2 separate regions of the Drosophila melanogaster genome follow, and region 1 is linked to region 2. Evidence: chromatin contacts called from public targeted proximity ligation data. All regions are on one chromosome and are shown on one strand. The core of a region is the stretch at or near the end of the contact, and the rest is flanking DNA. Distances in the headings are between cores, read along the strand shown.

The links.
Region 1: a contact with region 2 is called in a targeted proximity ligation map of the Kc167 cell line, with 9 times the contacts expected there. A contact is called at or near these places in 33 of 107 Hi-C or Micro-C datasets (the Clone 8 cell line, the D17-c3 cell line, the Kc167 cell line and 17 more) and 2 of 7 datasets of targeted methods (both in the Kc167 cell line).

Annotation. Positions count from the first base shown.
Region 1 is chr2L:742,966-746,361 of dm6, forward strand. It overlaps Eaat2 (Excitatory amino acid transporter 2), which reads right to left and starts at 1,430. Exons shown (of 8, transcript NM_058079.3): 1 at 1,231-1,430; 2 at 373-658.
Region 2 is chr2L:600,607-604,177 of dm6, forward strand. CG13689 reads left to right here and starts at 2,207. Exons shown (of 2, transcript NM_001272910.1): 1 at 2,207-2,343; 2 at 2,468-3,571. The coding sequence starts at 2,265. The coding sequence ends at 2,733.

The DNA.
Region 1 (3,396 bases), core at 180-2,679, 140 kb after region 2:
TTCAACCTGTCACTTGGCCCATTCATTTCGGTTTCGCTTAGCTGACGCAAATTATAGACAGGCACGAAAGCGAAAAACTTTCAAAGCGATCGAAGGTCACCCTGCGTCCCCAAAGTTCACTCTCTTCTGGACTGAAACTTGCAACAGAAATACGCCGAATAGGTGATACCCTTTACGAAGATTTTTTATACGACTAGCATATATAGTAAAAATTGTGAACTTCAAAAAAATGGTTGGCAGTGAAAATGTTTGATCGGTTCTCTGAGTTCTGCTAAAACACCAAACTGTTAATGGCAACTTAATAACTATATTTCAGGTTTCACTTGTCGCCACCGCTCTGTAATTTTCCGTGTTGTTTTTGGATGAGCTCACCTCGGACGATTAACCACAGATTACCCAGGATGGAGCTGGTTGATGGCACTCCCCGCGATAATTATTGTTCTGTGCTGTATGTCTCACTTTCCACTCACTCGTTGGTATTTTGCTTGGCACTTTATCACCGCCTTTTGGTTTTTTTGCGCGCACACCACTGCGAATACTTAACGTTTTGCCAATGCAGTCAGTTGGAATATTTTCCGCAGCAATTTCTGCTGCCGTTGCATCAACAGTTTCAAAATGCGTTGCACTGCTGTAGCCGTTGTAGAGGATTGTCTTCTACCTGCGGATACCACAAAATGGTAGGCAACCCCAAGGGGGCTTTGGTGTTAGGGGACAATGTTTGCTTTTCTCTGCTTTGGTCTGGATTCGAGGGGGCTTGACTTCAAGGTTTGTTTACTAGGAAAGACTAAGTGGGTGGGGGTGTTGATTGGAACGAGGAACGAATGGTGAGAGTACCAAAATTAAATTACGCCCCAGCTTTTTGTTAGGTGATTCACAGTGCAAGTTGTATGCAGGAAAGGCTTAAATTGTTCTTCGACCGACTTTTGTATGACCCTTATGCGGGTTATATACACCGCTCATAACTGGGAAATGGCGACAATTAGTTGACACCCTGCTTCCATGTAAAAACAAATATCGTTGGGCTTTAATTACACCGTCCTTGTATGTTATTTGGCAACACAATTTGTTTCGCTAAGAACCAATTAATAACACATTATTGCCGAGTAATGATGACCTACTGAACCTTGCTAACTAAATGTATTCCCAAGCTGGAAACATTGCTCCTTAGCTTCCTACACGGAAGGGAATAGGTTTTTGGACGTGCAGGGATCGGGAAGGATCTCCGGGTACCTCAAGACGAAACGATCGACGCGACACGGAACCGGAGACTGCAGCCGGAATGCCGCGAGGTCGCGGTCTTAACTGCCTGGCGATCGACGGACGCTGAGCGCTCTAACGGAACGGAATCTTGAACGGAATCCACTCTGAACTGAACGCGATCTGAAGCGGCTCCTCCGATGTCCGCTGGGCTCGCCAATTGAACAGAAAGTGAGCAATGTATTTAATTTAAGCAGTTGCGACCAGAAGAGCCCACCGCCAGGCACATTTCTTTGGCTTTGTTTTCGCCACATTTTGTTTTCACTTTGCTGCAAGGGTTCTCTACGTTATTTCTCTAATTCTCTGGTCACCTAATGCGACAGCGAGAGAGCGAGAAAGCCGCTTGTGACGCCAGCAAAACGCGTCAAAGAGACCTCATCTGTCTCTGTTCTGTCTGTGCATATGCCTATACACTATGTTTATATCACCGCACCACCTCCCCCCCCCCCCCTCAACAAAAACAAACGTTCCCAACACCCGAAAATAAACGACAATTGTTTAATGCACTTTGACACACTTTAAATCTTTAGGAAAATTACCTTAAACAGACACGAATGCCAAAACTAACAAATAGACGACTAAAAGATACCCATTAAATATTAAGTCAAATAACAAGCACCTTAAAGAAAGCCGGATATGATACATTTGCTTAAAAGTAGGTGGAATGATTAAATACCCGTTCTATTATAATTTTTCATTGTATGTTAAATATGTTGTCAAGTCAAGCACACTCATTAATACTCTTGCTGGTATTTCAAATGATCAAGTAAACGATTCTGTTATTGCTCAACTTGCGTGGATCTCAGATACAGCCTAAAGTGGAAAATTGCAACCCGAAGGGTGCGAGAAAGCAGCGAAGCTGAGAAAATTACGCATACGCCTCGTTGCCCGATGCCAAGGTACCGAGATGAAACACTTTTGTATGTTTCTATTTGTCATTTTAATTAGAGCGTGTTGCAGGTGCACTGTTTTTGGGGAAAAGGGATAGGGGCAGATAGAAATATTCTACCTGTGTGAGAATTGCTTTCAAAAACAAATTGGCCACCGCAATCTGGCTTCCTCAAATGATAGGTCTCATTATAGGCCCAATTTACATAATACATAAGCAGAGATAAATGGAGACGGAAAATAACACTGATATGGGTACATTGCGTGCCAACTTGTATCAGCGATAGTTGATGGGGAGTCCGCCAAAGGTTGCCTTACATAAGCAGACCGTTGAGCCGCAAAAATCCAATTAGGGTTCGAAAGGTGAAGGAGCCTGCCCCCGGCCACCTGACCCCGGCGGACCAAAAGGAGACGTCATCGCAAGTGCCGACAATACCACCGACTACGCACTGCACACACATATGCATTCTAATCCCTGTTTCGCTAGATATTGTAAAGTTAACCGTTAAGAGTTACTAACTGCTAGGACTGTTTCTAAATCAAGAAATACCAATGCTTCATTCTAATACATTTAGATATTTATATGAAATAAAACAAAACCGGCAATGCTGATGTATTACTAATAGATAGTGTGCATTTCTGGGAATTCCTTAATCATTTTATTAGCATTGAGTCCGAAATATTTCTTCAGAGAGAACGATTGCGTCGATTGGACTAGCTATTAACTCATTTATGGCAGTATGAATACTGGGGCAGTGCCATAAACTGGTTCGCGACCCGGCTAAGGAAAAGCTGTCTGGGGAAAGCGAAACGCACATAAAGGGTGCCACATGCAACAGCTGTCGTTTGTTTACAACCGGCGAACTGAGCTTACTCACTTTGGTTGAACAGAGTTGAAGGCCCAACATTGATGCTGGTCGGTATAAAAGAAGACTCTTCGCCGTCAGCACTTAACAGTCTGTATTTCTCACAGACCAAGCGGCCGCAGCGGGTAAAATATTAGTACAGTGTTCTCTCGGTACGTGGAATACGTGAATTTTTCCCATAAAAGTCGAACTTTATTTCGCAAAACACTAACTTATATGTTCAGCATAAACGTAAATATATAATTATTTTATAAGTTCAAAATTTAAAAATTCAACATTAGTTTCGAGTGCATGGCATCAATGGCTTGTGTCAATCAGCAGCCAAATCCGATCTCAAAATAAATCAAGTGATATTGAATTTACAGCCCGCCGAAAATATTGTGTG
Region 2 (3,571 bases), core at 957-3,456:
TTAATTGAAATCCATTTAAAGTAATGAGAGTTACTAACTTGTCCTGCCCCGACCCTAAATCCTTTCGCTACCCTCCGCACTTCATTGTTTTCCCATCAGCACCGCTTTTGCTACCCTTTACGGTGGCCGCAGGCTTTATTTTGATCCCGTGCTCAAGAATTATAATCCCACGCTGCACAGTAGTGGCCGAGATACAGATACCTGTGGCGGCATCCTCCCATCTTCCGATTGTTCCGATAGTCCTGATTGTCTTGTTGTCCTGCGGCCACATATCTATTTGCGAGCCGTGCAAATGCAAATTGTCCCTAATGTAGCTCAAGTAAGTAGCAATCGCCCAGTTCCCCGCGGCGAGGATTCTCCTTGGAATTCGAATCGAGTAGCCGAAATGGAACTGGTTCCGAATGGAAGAATTATAAAAAATAATATGTAAAAATTAAACAAAAGTCATGGTACCGTAAAAATTACACCATTCTATAGTTTAGAAGCTTATTTCATTGCTGTTTTCAACTATATATACTATATATTATATTCTATTTGAGCATGATCCGCCATCCTGACCAACGTCGTCTATAAGTTTATGCTCTCCAAATCTGAAATTATTTCAATGTAAATTCGAATTTCCGAACTAGTTTACTGGCACCAGCACACGTAGGAACCACTCGAATTAAAATCTTTTTTTGGCTTCGATGCGCGCAAAAAATATGCAAAATAAATGCGGGCAAAAAATCGCTGGCCAAGTCCATTAAAAGGGAATAAGTGCGTGCAAATCCTGGCCGCAGGATGTTTTTCATATTATCAGAACGCATATTACTTCATCGGAAATGAAGAGCTTTCGTTCCCCCCGCTAGTTGCCAAAGTAAACATGTGTGAATTGCTCGGGAAAAGTGAGGGATGATGGGCGGGATGATGGCCATGATATCCATATCTGTATCCGTATCCATAACCATAACCACGCGCCTTTTTCGCTACACTAAAACCGCAATACAAACACACCCACACCCACTTAAGAGAACGGAAAAAAGAACGAGGGGCACAGGATATGTTGGATGGAATGTACTGTGCACCACATTCAAGTTGATCCCCTTGTAAATCTCTAAATTGTTTTATGAACATATTGGCCGGGAAGGTGTAAACCTAATTTTCCTTTATGAACCGGACGAGGCAGGTAAAGTGGAAGTGCATCCATACCCGGACTTTTTGTTCCGGCTCAGCAGGATGCACTCCATATCAATGTGCTCTTTGTTTGGCCGCCTCATTTAAATCGTACCGCTGGCCAATTTGCATTCGCACTACAGCCAAATTGATCCGCCCTAATCCCAGTTTTAGTTTTGGTTCCCGAACTTCTTCTTCGCTACTTCGAGCGACCGACCGATCGACCGAGATTTATAAGCGCGGGATTTGAATTTGCTAGAAAAACAAAACTCCTCTGCCTTTTCCTCAGGCTTTAGCCTTAGCCCTGGTTTGGCTATGTTTCTGGCTGGGATTGGCTTGGATCTGGATTTCGGTCCGATCCGGCTTGGCTTCTGCTCTGGCTTTAACTTTGCGCTTGCCCTTTGCCGGGAAGGTCTGAACCAGAGTTTTGAAGTCAGTCGGTTGACCGGAAAAGGCCTTCAAGGGGTTGGCCGCGAGGGCAGGGAAATATAAGGGTTTTATCATTTAAGAAATGAAGAGATTTTGTTGGAATAAGTAATTCTTCAAAAATGAATAAAATTTCATTTCATTAATTTGCGGCATAATTTCATAATTATTAATTATATAAATTTTGTAATATATTGTATTGATTTTTAAGACAATTTTTTTTAATATGTATCTATGAGATTCTAAGTTAGAAACAATAATTATTATATCTAAAAGTAACATGGTGGCGCCATCTGTTGTTCCCTGAAAGCCCCTGTACTTAATTTCCGGTAACAGTAATAAGACGCCATCTGGAGTTCGCGTTGTTTACAATCTGTACACACACTGGAATTAACAGCTGTTACAGTCCGATAGACGATTATTCACATCACAATCTTAAACTGCTTTTAAAAAGATATTATTTAAAATTATTTACAAAGAAAACAACCAATTGCCAAATCAAAATTATAATGAATCATTATTAAAGCGCTTCATATGAACCAAAATATATAATTCTGTGAAGCGGTCGCTAGATTTCAGTTTCTGGCCACATTTTGGATAATTTGGCAACACTGCAATCTTGTTATTGCTTATGCTGAGAAGTAAACAAAAGGCGACGAATGTTTGTATTTTCCTAATAAAAGCCAATGGAGGATTGGAAATCGGAGGAAATGGCAAGGAAAAGAAACAGGAATAGGAGCAAGCAGCGCAGACGAAGGCAGAAAAGTGAGGGAAAGCCGAAGCCACATACATCTCGAGATCAGTGGAGCAATGTGGCTCAAAGTAACAATAATAGTCATTAATAAGTTTTTTAATAGTGTTAACCATTTAAAATTCCCTGTTATTGTAGTATACCAAAGCCTTTTTGAATGGCACCACAATCATGTTATGAGTCTCTGCCCTGAGGTTAATCCGAATCTGGATCAGGACCTTGAGGATATTCCCAAGGAAACAGGAACGTTTCACTGCCTGGACTACGTGTACGAGAGTTCTTCCGAGGATGAGGAGATCGAACCCATTGACGAGGGCTATCTGAAGTTCCTCGAGGTGACCATTAAGCATCAGCAGGAACTCAGGGATCGAAGAACTGCCCAAACCACCGACTCTTTAGATTAGAATTTTGGTAAAATAGGTTTTTACGCAGATGAAAACTTACAGTTCATTTTTATCTGGTAATGACTTAAAAATGTATCTTACGTAAAATGTTATAATTTAAGCTCAAGTTTATAGGTTTGGTATTTAGTTTTGGTAAGCAGAAAATGTACCTTTTATAGGGGATATTTTTATATGTAGCACTTTGTCTTGAACGTATTAAGTATATAAGATGTTTTGATAACTTAATGTTCATACTTAGCCATTCTAACTGAATGCCTCAAAGGGCTAGAATCAAGACCTGCGTAGGACGAAAAAGCAACTGTACTTTAATTCCCGGAACTCTTCAAGCGGGAGACAAGTGTCTGATATTCTGCTTTTCTCACATGGTTCTCCACTAATGAAGTTGTGCGAAGTTGGCAGTTTTTTGGCCAAAGGAAACGCACATTAACCCGACCAAGACTAATGCGATGTCATTTATAATCGCGCTGGGAGAACCAGAAGAAAGCTTCAAATTGGGGCATGACTAAAAAGGGAGAGGGGCTTTTGGTAGGATGGAGGACCATTTGTGGGTCAGAGACAATGTCTGCTGCTCGTGTGGGCGTGGCAAGTTGGGCATTAGCCAACATTTTTCGGCACTTTTCAGCAGAAAACCTAATTAAGACGTCCGACTCTGAGTGGCAATGGATTTTCTTGGCTTACTTATATCCCCCATCCTCTCTCTCCTGACCAAGCTCCTCCGCCCCACGGAGCTCGTTTCCCACCTGCTCCTCATTCTCCACTGAAATCACGACTGGCGACGACAACTGCGAACGACCTTTCTAATGCCCGGCCACTGCATAAATCATGGCCCAAATGGCGG